Linked DNA regions of Gossypium arboreum: region 1 is linked to region 2. The links are chromatin contacts, called in public Hi-C maps. All regions are on one chromosome and are shown on one strand. The core of a region is the stretch at or near the end of the contact, and the rest is flanking DNA. Distances in the headings are between cores, read along the strand shown.

What was found. Hi-C and Micro-C count contacts between places; a contact is called where the count stands out from the background.
Region 1: a Hi-C map of leaf shows a contact between it and region 2, with 2.5 times the contacts expected there. The contact joins the promoter of LOC108470532 here to the promoter of LOC108471124 in region 2. A contact is called at or near these places in 2 of 5 Hi-C or Micro-C datasets (both in leaf).

Annotation. Positions count from the first base shown.
Region 1 is chr11:104,431,770-104,438,064 of ASM2569848v2, forward strand. LOC108470532 (beta-glucuronosyltransferase GlcAT14B) reads left to right here and starts at 4,774. Exons shown (of 4, transcript XM_017771876.2): 1 at 4,774-5,402; 2 at 5,514-5,589; 3 at 5,679-5,794. The coding sequence starts at 4,913.
Region 2 is chr11:104,300,020-104,305,920 of ASM2569848v2, forward strand. It overlaps LOC108471124 (protein PNS1-like), which reads right to left and starts at 2,926. Exons shown (of 3, transcript XM_017772713.2): 1 at 2,629-2,926; 2 at 1,352-2,497; 3 at 883-1,278. The coding sequence starts at 2,697. The coding sequence ends at 1,144.

The sequences.
Region 1 (6,295 bases), core at 3,524-6,023, 130 kb after region 2:
AAGCTATTATTGCTTAACTTGTGAATAGCATTGAGGGACTGCAAATGTCATGTATGAAGCTGACTTGCTATCATACTACAAAGATAAAGATGTTGGTAATACTCTATGTTAAATATTATGTTGTACCGTTTTTGTTCAAGCATTTATGGTGATCACTTATATCTAACACAACTCCAGACATGGTCCAAATGCATGAAATATGTGTTTTACACAACCGAGTCTAAGGTCCAAACCTATATGCCTCATAATTTGCCTCTCTAGGGGCTTTCCTAAAGTCAGATTGTTGTTAACCATTCATTCATCTTCTTTCTATATTGATATTTATATTTTTTATAATTAAATTTAAATGTAATATTTTTTATTAAATTAATAACAATTACTTCCAGTCTAAATTTATACCTTGCCTTATTAATCGAAATGATCACACATATTCCCATTGATTTGATGAATTAAAGTAGAATAGTTTATACATATGTGGTGTTTAGCCTTTTTCTCATCATAATTTAAATGAAATGAGAATGTGAAATGTAACATTAAAATATTTGTTATATGTAATCAAGTATCAATTAAAATTATTACTTAACTCAAATTAACACTTAAATTATATCATTATTTCTATTTCAGGTGTCTAAATTTTTTAATCACAAGTTGTATCTAAATTTTTTAATCACAAGTCGTATCTAAAATTTTCTTTTAAAAAACTATAATTTTTGTTCAAGAGATTATTATTTTCCAAACAAAGAGTCGATTTTGTTGAATGAAATTTGATAAAGAAATTAATTTCAAGTTTTTTACTTGCAAAAATAGTTGTAATTTCTATTTTGTGCTTTACAAAAACTCTTAATATGTTTATTTTTTTTTACAGTGTGTTATTGCTTCCTCTTCTTATTTGGCTTGCTTGATTGGTTCCTCCACCCACAGTTGAGCTTCTTGTATTCACTGAATCGTTGTAAGTTCTTTGGTAATTAAATTCTTTGATTTTTTTTTACTGTTATTGAAATTAGTATTGAAGAAATGTGACCCTTTACTATGATTTGAAGATATGTAACACTTTAATATCTTACAGTAATGGCTCATCTGCCTTTAATAGTACAAAGTGAGAGGCGTAAAAGAATTGGTCTTGCATTGACAGTATGGTTGCAAATGTGTACAATTGCGAGTTGGTTCTTAGTTCCATTGGGTGTCATCCATAGCCTACATACTTATAGACCAAAGATTAGATCATATATTTTAGATTTTTATGCAAAATGAGATTATGTGAAAAGACTTGTATAAGCTAGTGACGAGACATGTATTGAACAAGTTAGGATTAATAGAATTACCTTTTTTAAACTATGTGAGATGTTACAAACTTTAGGAGGATTGAAGTCGTCAAGAAATATGCTTGTTGATGAGCAAGTGACAATGTTTTTACATACCATTTCTCATCACCTTAAAATCGAGTTATCAAGCATCACTTTAATAGGTTCTGGGAAACCGTTAGCAGATCATTTCACAATGTTTTAAATACTGTGGTACGCTTACAAGATGTGTTATTTAAAAAGGCAGAGCCAATTACAACTAATTCTACAGACCCAAGGTGGAAATGGTTCAAGGTATTAGAGTGAGTTCAATATATAGCTCATACATAATTTAGTTGATTTAGATTTAACTATAGTATCCTAACCCGAGGTTTTATACATGTGATGTAGAATTTCTTAGCTATTTTAGATGGAACCCACATCAAGATTAGGGTTCCAATAGTTGATAAACCTAGATCTCGAATGCAAAAAGGTGACATAGCAACAAATATGCTAGGTGTTTGTACACCTGGTATGCATTTTGTTTATGTTCTTCCTGGTTGGAAAGGTTCTTTTGCTGATGGATGGGTTCTTCGAGATGCCATTAGTAAGAGACATGGACTAAAAGTTCCTCATGGTAAAGTGCAAAATTAGATGAACTTGAATTAATTTTTAAGATCATACTTTTTTTTTGTGAAATTAACCATGATAAATAGTTTTTTTATAGGTTGTTATTATCTAGTTTATGCTGGATACACAAACTGTGAGAGATTTCTTACGCCTTTTAAAGGACGAAGATATCATTTGAATGAGTGGTGTCAGGGTTACCAGCCAAGTACTCCGGAAGAATTTTTCAATATGAAACATGCTTCAGTGTGTAATGTTAATGAAACATGCTTTCGGTTATTAAAATTTAGATGGAGAATACTTAGGAGTCCATCATTCTATCCTGTGAGGGTGCACAATAGAATCATTATTGCATGTTGCTTGCTTCATAATTTTATTCGAACCTATATGAGTCTTGATCCTATTGAAGCAGAGTTAGGAGAAAGATTACCTAGTAATATAATAGATGACGATGAACCAAATATTGTAAATATTCATCCATCGAATGCATGGGCTACTTGGAGGATGGAATTAGCCAATCAAATGTTCGATAAATGGCAAGCATCTAGAAATTTGTTAGGTTTAGGGTAAAAATAGTAAATGTTAATTTGTTTATGTTATTTCATGTATCTAGTTTATGAAACTTTGGTGGTGTTTGAATTGTTTTTTGTATTGTACTAGACTTGTTGAATTATAATTTGTTTTCTTTTGATTCATCATGTGTTATAATTTCATAAAGTGTTGACCTTTTTATTCATAATATTGAACTTAATTTTAATTTTCATTTTTTCTTAAGATAGTTATGTCGGGCTTTTCACAATCAAGTGTTTCTTCCCAAAATTCTCGAGGAACCAAAAGGAAATGGATTCCAAAAGAAGATGTTGTGTTGGGTGCCTGTATGATCGACTTGCACAATGTTGGAACCTTTAATGCAGATATGGGATTCAAAGTCGGTTATTTAAATGAGCTAGAAAAAATGTTAGAAAAATTTTTACCCCATGCTATGTTAAAGGCTAAACCTAATCTTGAATCGAGGATTGGAACATTTAAAAGGGATTGGACAATCATTTATGACATGTTTAGGGGAAAAAACAATATTGGCTTTGGTTGGGACGAGCATAGGCAACTAATTATTGCTGAAGATGCTGTGTGAAACATCATATATAAATGTAAGAATTATTTCAAGTCTTTATTATCTTTTTTTTTTACCAAACCTATATCTAGTATAGGTTCCTCATTTTTTATAGAGTTATAAAGAAGTCGATCAATTCAAACATCATAGTTTCCCTTATTATACCAACTTACTGCCACCTGCTCAAAAGATCGAGCCACGAAAAAGATTCTCAAATAGCCACTGATATTATTGAAGAAATAGATGTTGAGGATGTAGTTATTACAAATACTCATGAAGAAAGAAACAATTTCCATGGATGCGAAGCTGATGTTTCTTTGGATGACATTGATCTTTCAGCTACACAACTGCAACCATCTAGAAACCAAGGTGATTCCACATTTTCAAAGAAGAAAAAGAAAAGATTTCTAATGCAAGTGATCATATTCTTATACTTTATTTACTGATGCTGCCACTTTATTTGCGGAAAATATACGAACCATTGCCCTTGAAATCAGTAGGAGTATTGCCTCCGAAGTATTAATTCAGAAATGACCATTCAAGAAAGTGCTCTAAAATTACATCCAACCTTATGTGAAGTAGAAGGCTTAACTGAGGATGAGCACTATCACGCGTTAAGCAAAATTCCAGGCCATCCAATGTAAATGCTCATTTTCTTTAGTTTACCTTCTTCGGTGCGATTGGAATGGATCATAAGATTTCTTGTTGACCATTAAAAATCATGGTTATGTAGATGATATTTTGGCAACTTTTTATGTTTGTAATATTTGGATAGTATAATAACATGATAGAATGTCATTACAATGTTGTAACTTTTTATGTTGTAAAATTTAGTTTATGGATTATGACATATAAGCTAATGAAATCATGTAACTTTTTGTTAATATATGAATATTATGTTTGGATATGAAATATAATTCTCAAACTATTTATTACTTCTAATATTTATTGTAGAATAATTAAATTATTTGTTTCACTAATGATATTTTAGCACATTAAATATGTATTGTAGTTTAAAAATAATAAAGTAGGTTATATATTATTTTTATAATATTATATATTATGATTTTTAATTCATATAATAATAATTATATTAAGAATGTTATTAAATTATGTATTTTTTATAAAATTGTATTTAATAATAATTATGTTAAAATATGATTAAATTATTTATTTTATTTTTATTAAAATATATTTAATAATAATTTTATTAAAATTTAATAATAATAATAATAATTATCTACCTACAAAATTCTCTAAGAGTATTTTGGTTATTTAAGTCTTTTTCCTAAAACTATTACAACATCTATTTCATTCAACCAAATACGAGAATGCTATTCTGCTCTATTCCATTCCATTCAATTAAATAATAGAATTTTTTATTACAATTTTATTCTATTATAACTCTATTTAATTACAATTCTATTATATTATAGTAAATTAAACATTCCTAAGTGTTAAACTAAAGTGGAGATTAAAGAAATATGAAAGTAAAGAAGATAAAGCTTCCTCAAGAATATTTAGAATGCTTTTTAAGGTTTGGTTGTTTTTTTGTGTTTGGTAAGGAGTAATGATGTTGACTACTTATCGTGGGGATTTCCCCCCAAATTCCACAAATATCCTATTCAAACCTAATTTTGTCCACGTAAAACCATTGGCAAAGTAGTAATTACATTACCTAATTAATAGTTTTGATTGCGGGGACAGGTGGAGGCCTTCACTTCAAAGTAAGGAACCCCTGCAATAATTTAATCCACACACTTCCACCTAACCTTTTTACATGGTTCTCCCCAATCTTTCACATTTGCCATCCCTTCCATTAATATAAACCATTTAAAACTACCCAGTTCTTTTTTGTTCTTCCCAACTCTCACTTTTTTGTTTCTAAACTAAGATGGGGATCAAAGTTTTCATGGTTTCTTTCATGTTTACCACTATTCTGTTGTCTGTTTTGTACCTCCCCACTAAACTAAGCATCCCCATTACAAGGTTCAATCCTATGGCAACCTTAAACATTGTACACCCATCCAACAGGACATACCCGGTTACCTTTGCCTACTTAATCTCAGCATCCAAAGGGGATATAATCAAGCTAAAACGTACCCTACATGCTCTGTATCACCCTGGAAATCAGTATCTGATCCATCTGGATTACGAGGCGCCTGCCTCGGAGCACAAGCTAATTGCAGAGTTCGTATCCAATCACCCAGTATTTAGCTTGGTTGGTAATGTCTATATTGTTGGGAAACCCAACTTGGTTACTTATAGAGGTCCAACTATGCTTGCTACAACTCTTCATGCTATGTCAATGCTTTTGAGATGCTGCAAATGGGATTGGTTTATTAACCTCAGTGCTTCCGATTATCCTTTAGTAACTCAAGATGGTATGGTGAGTGGCCTTGTTTCTTTGTTGTTTTTTGTTTTTTGTTTTCCATCTGTTTGTATAATTGCATTAATGGAGTTATGACTTCATTTATGTTGGTGGGTTTTTTCAGATCTGATTCATGCCTTTTCTGGTTTGCCAAAAGATCTCAATTTCATTCAACATAGCAGTCAGCTGGGCTGGAAACTGTAAGAAATTGTTGTTTCAATCTTGTTTTGCCCTTTTAAAAAAAAAAACTTTAGATTTCAATATGAATCTTATGATAAAAATACTGCAGGAATAAGAGAGGGAAACCCATAATAATAGATCCGGGGCTTTACAGCAGGAACAAGTCAGAAATCTGGTGGGTTATTAAGCCAAGGACACTACCAACGGCTTTCAAGCTTTATACAGGTTTTTCCCCATACTCCTTGATTATTTCTCCATTTTGTCCTCCTCCTTCCCTAGATTGCCTTTCAAATTCATCTAAAAGATAATTCGCTAGATCTCTACCATAGTGTGAGGTCCTGAACAAAGTGCAGAGACATTACATTGAAAAGTACCACATAGTCCACGCACACGGTTCATGCATCAGAATTCATTAGGAACTCAGAAAACTAAAAGATTTTTGGGGTTTTGTAGAAGTGGGTCCCTGTGTTTTTGGCATATTTTGATTCGTTATTTGTTTATTGCCTTTTGGTCTGTGATTGTTTTCAGATAACCCACTGCCGACAAAATGATCATTTACTTATTTGCTTAAAATATAAATCCTGAAAGCTCAAGGTCCTAGTTCCAAAACTCCTAAAATTAGGGCTGTGCCCCCTCCTTTTTTCTTTTGTGATGTGGGTACACTCCAGTTTTAAGGGTTTCCTTAACTTGGACTTGTTAATCTTTTTGTTGTTCTAGTATTTTGCT
Region 2 (5,901 bases), core at 1,676-4,175:
CCCCAGTGAGTTGGAAGTCTACCTTACAGTCTACAGTAGCTGTGTCTACCTTGCGTGGTATACTTGCCTACCATTTTTCCTTTCGGTGCCACTTGCACCTCCCATTTTTGACTTTTCAACTCACCCTTTAATTGACTTTTCAACACCCATTTCCAATTTACGTTGATAATGTTGAGTGGTCCAAATTTGTTAGGGACATTCTTCGTTATCATTTTCCAGTTTCGTAACTCAACAGGAAAATGAATTAAAGTATTTTCTTTCTTAAAATATATCGTAAGTTTTTGAAATCTAATCTCTATATTTTTATATAAAGGAAATTCAGTTTTTTACTTTTCAAATCGGATTAACTGTTAACACTATTAAATTTATTTTATTAAATTCAAGTTCATTACAATATTATTTTTTAGTTACATGGCCATCAAATAAATAATTTTTAATTCAAAATGTCACACAAAAAAAATTAACAAAAAGAAATTAACAGCATTACCAATTTGAACCTAAATTTTGAAATCTAAAATTGAGAAACTAAATTCTTGAAAATAAAAATATAAAAATTAAATTCCAAATTCATAAATAGTATAGAGAATTATAGATTTTTTAACCTGTCACAAACGATCTTTTGTGTATTTAATCAGGTGTTGTAGAAGTAAGTGGAGTTGTAATTTGAATGGAACAAAATATGTAGAACCAGTGGTGTAGTGTTAGAATAGTAGTACCCTGCCATGGCACTATTGAAATTTTGTAATAGTAGTATAGTACCCATGCCATAGCAACTATTAACAGATAACATTCAATAAATTTGGAGATGGAATCTCAACATCAATAACCTACCCCTCATCCTGAACTCTTTTGCATAGAAAAGAAAGATATGAGTCAACAAGGTAGCAATGGAAACTAACTTTATTAGGCATATACTTTTATTACAGTGAAAATGATATGCTGCAAACTTGGCAGAACAATCTGCTTTCTTTTGGGTCTCTAATGAGAATATATTCCACTTGATATTTACCTCATCTTTTTTAAAGCCTCAAACAGTAATGTACGGAATTTACAGAGAAGAAGTGCAACTAAACTATACAGGCTCCCCAAAATTGTAAACATTTTACATACGAATGATGTTATGTATCTTTTAGTCAGTCACGGTTAAACTTGAAACCTATGAAGCTGTTCAATGCGTACTGGGATTGTTGCATCAAACCGAAGGCTTTGAGGGTTCTCCGCATAAGAAACATAGTATGCTGAAACACTCGCTTGTTGCCAGGCCAATGCTATCCGACACTGCCAAAAATCATTACGATTTCATAAGTTTTCATTGCTATCAAATCATTCAAAGGTTATAATCTTTTTTTACCATGAAATAGCCGATCAAGAAAGCATAGATGGACACTTCAGTGGCATAGCCCTTGTGGATTATGAGCTCCCATGTTCCTCCCACGATGCCGCATATTGAACCCACCGCAACCCCGGAGAGAAAACAGAACACCCCGGTTAGGTCGGAATCGATCAATGATATCAGTTCTACCCTTTTGAACATCTCCCATGTATCAGCCGATGCCTGTATGAAGCCTTTGTTATAAACACCTACATGAACAAATCCCCAACGATTCCCATATGTGATCAGTGTTGAGGCAAATCCCGAGTAACAGTCAGCACATGAGAACAAAAACTCGTCGTTGTCCCCTGCAACCAAGTTTATGGCACGGGCTGAACCGCGAATTGTTCCGATAACCGGAACAATGGCTGAACCTATGCATACACTTCCTACCAAATGCTTGAAGGTGTCATGGAAAGCCGCCCGAGTGTTGATATCGACTCCGCAAGCAAAATTCATGTATCTGATTCGTGAGATTGTGACATACAGCATGTTCTTGATCACTTGCATACTCCATAAGAAGGAAAGCAGGATGACTACGATGAACACGATGTCTAAGCTGGTTCCGGTGGCGGTTGCTCCTCCGATTCCGGTCACCGAGAAAGAGGAGTAGACTAAACAGGTTATGATGGAAACAATGACAAATGTAGTGGTGTTATAAGGTGGAGCAGATGTGGAAACTGTGAGGATCTTGGATGCATAGTCAAATCTGGAATTCACCCAACAGGCATAGAGGGATTGGATGACGCCTGAAATGATTGCAATTGTACCTGCTGCCAAACTTAGAGGAGATCCAATCAGTATATGGAGCACACCGACAGCACATGTTAGCAGGGGCGTAAACCAGAAGACAGCTTTGATGGCCTTTGATGGACAGTGGAAAGTGATGGATTGCCATATAAAAGAAACGATGCCAGCAGAAGCCGTTGAAACAAGAAGTGGAGGGTACCATTTCTTGGGGTGGAAACGATCGGTACTACCGGCATAGATGAGGCCGCGGATAGTTAAGACGATAACTAAGATGGAGACGAGGAACAATTGAACGAAGAAAATTATTTGAAAGAGCTTCCTGAGGAGCTGCCCCCCCACAGTTGGTTCTATCTTGATGCTTGGTTCTTGTTGTACCTGTCAGTCAACCAGTTAAAACCAAAAATTAAAGATGGAAGGTCAAGATACAAGAATTGATTAAATGAAATGAAAAGATAAGCTGGGGGAAGATTTTCTCAGAAGAAACAAGAAATGGGGTTGAAAGAGACCTTAACAATGGCTGTGGATTGAGTTCTTTGTCCTTGAATCTGCATATTAGAGCCCGTAGATCTTTCCATTGTTGATCTTCGTCTTCCTTAGCAGCCACGATTATAAGCAAGAGTTGATAAAACTTGAACTACTCTTCCCAGATTTCAAGAACATTTTTATTTGTTATTGTTGAAACCAAGACTCAATTACTTGTTGAAGTCTTCTAATACTAATCATGGTTCACGCATTTTCATGAGTTGACCAACCCCTTTTCCTTCCTTTTTCCTTTTTCTATTTAAAGATTTAGACTAACCTGGAAGTCAGGTTATCAACTTATCCATCCATCCTACCGATACTTTTTTTTTTATAATTTATAAATATTTTTATTTAAATATAAATATCAAAAAATAATATTTAATATTATTGTAAATAGTAAAATAAATTTTTTATAGTAAAATAAAATTTTTTCCCTTTCTTTTACATTTATATTAAGTTTTAATATCATTCATTATATGTTTGTGAGAAAATTATTTTTTAGAATACGAATTATTTTTAAGAGTACCCCAATACTATAGGTGTCAAGTTACTTTAATCCATGCTATGCATGTTAGGAAGCAAAATTGTGAAAAGCACATGCACAAAGAAATTCGATACATGTAGATATCAAGTTGAGGGTCAACAGGTTATCTAGTAATTAGCCCAACCAATTGAATTTAATACAATGGAAGTTACTCTCATGGTTGTCGACTTCTGCCCTATAAAAACTCATCCATTCATCATGTCTTCCCACCAAAAATCTTCCAAACCTCTCCAACTTTCCAAAAAACACTTGTTTGTTTTTACTTATTTTTTTGGGAGATGGCAGAATTTGCCAATTACATCGTCAATATAGTGAAATCTCCAACTCAATTTATTTTTGTTATTTTAATTTTGCAAAAGATATTATGATTTTCAAATTTTAATACTATATGGCATATACAATGCCGGTTTATATATGGCATCTACAATGGCAAAGTTAAAATTATTTCGGATTTGGTTGTTGCCATGGTGAAAAGATAGAGGCCAGAAACGTTTACATTCCATTTCCCATGCAAGGAAGTTAGCATCATGCTTGAAGATGTCACTTTATTATTAGCATGCCAATCATCGAGGAGGCGTGAACTCTACAGGAACCGACAACGAAGGCCAACAGTGGCCGGTCAGCGATGGTCGAGGTGGCCTATGATGGTGGCCCAATGGTGGAACCCATTTTCAATTAATTGCTCAAATTGTAGGGTCATGGGATTAAATTTTGGTGAACAAATTAATTTCATATTTTGCGATCTTTTTGGCAGAACCCATAGGATATTTGACTTTTACCCAGAAGACCTAAAGAATGTTTAGGATGGAACCATGAAAATCTTTGGCTGGTTAGAGTGATTTTAATTTTTTGCAATTTTATACCATGCTATATGAGATTATGTGAAATTAAAATTGACAAATTATGTTCAGGCATATAAAATAAGCATGTCATGTAGTTTAGGAAAAAATGTCACTTGTACTTATCATTACATATTTAATCATTCATGATTGAAATTGAAATAAAAACATTGCATAGTTTTTTTTTTTTCAATATTGAGTGGGAGAAGGTCCCAAAACAAGACTTATGGCCTCCATAAATGATCTTTATATGATGGCATGATAATACTTCGAGCTGGTTTTATCTTGGTCGCACCTCACAGTAAGTATTATTATGTTAAAAGATTTCCTTTAAGAGGATAACTAGTCATATATGATACTTATTGAGATTATCAATAGCACCCCTCACTTAATCCGAGTAAGAGATGCAACATTTAAAAACTAAACTCACCACTTAAACATATTTTTGCTTTCATGATTCTTCTCAAAACTTATCTTTCACCTACACATTTAGAGACAAATGCGTTAAACTACATAAAAAACTTAGTAAGTGCCTAATTGAATTTTAGTATCTTACCATTCATTTATTTAAACATAATTAAATAATTTAAACTAAAATAAATTAATAAGTTACTCATACCATCTAATAACATTATCTTAATTCATGCAATTCACCATTCAATCCATAAATCATTTAATTAAATTTATTATCCATTTCTATCATTTAATCATATGGTTCCGTACGTGTTTACATATGTCACATATATCACTAATAGATTGTGGTCATAATTAGAATTTCGGTAATAGAACCCCCAAAGTCTTAGACCCACCTATTAACTAATGTATCTTTGAAATGGTGTTAATCTAAGTTTGGTCACGAACAATACACTCACATCAAATGTGCATCATTTGTAATGGCATGTCAGATGAGGTATCTCTTTTGTCTTGATATAATGTGAAAACCCTTGAGCTTGTTATTAATTTGAGATCAACTAGAGAGTAGTGTGCCTATAGAATGGGTTGACAACAAATTAGTTACAAATTAATTTTAGGGAGCCCAAATCCACCCATTAATGGCAACACAAATGTTGCATGTGACAATTTGGTATCTTAAAATCTGAAAATTCTCAATTAATTGCTTAAGCCAACATTACAATGGTTATGAAGCCTTTAAATGTAAACTTACTATCTAATTTTCCCATTCCCCAAACTCTATAACCATCTCTTCTCATTTTGAATCTCTTTCATTTGCAAAATTTGATTAAGACTTAATCCATAAACCATAGGTTTTTCAAGGTTTGAACACTAAATCTGAACCTAAATCCTTGATCCTTAAATCTTATCTCTCAAACCCTAAATTAATACGATTTAGGATTCGAAGAACAAGAAAAAAAAAGATAGGTTTAAGGCTAGGAAATGGATATGGAATGTAAGAGGAGGAAGTGTCACAGATCATATTTTTATATTTCGATCTCAAGCTTTAAAGTCAACAACCTTGAATGTAAACTATAGCAAAAGAAGTCGACAACCTCGTATGTCAACTATGTAGTCTAAATTAAACTCTACACCCTTCGATATTGAGTCCAATACTATTTTATTATTAGATTCCCTTTTTGAAAAGATTCCAAATGACTATTGATCGCGTGATTCGTAACAAGTAATAAATATTTATAATGAAGATCAAACCAAGACTAACTATTATCACGACGAAATGGCAAGCACACTTATCGAACAATAGTATAGTAATGGCAAGATCGGGATATCGTACCCAAGGAAACCAAAAGTACTAGTAATAACTATCTTTTTTATTATCTAGCCTAAGAATAATGGGGTTTTGTTTTAATTGACTAATTATCTAAACTAAGAACACACAGAGAAAAGAATTGGGGAATTGC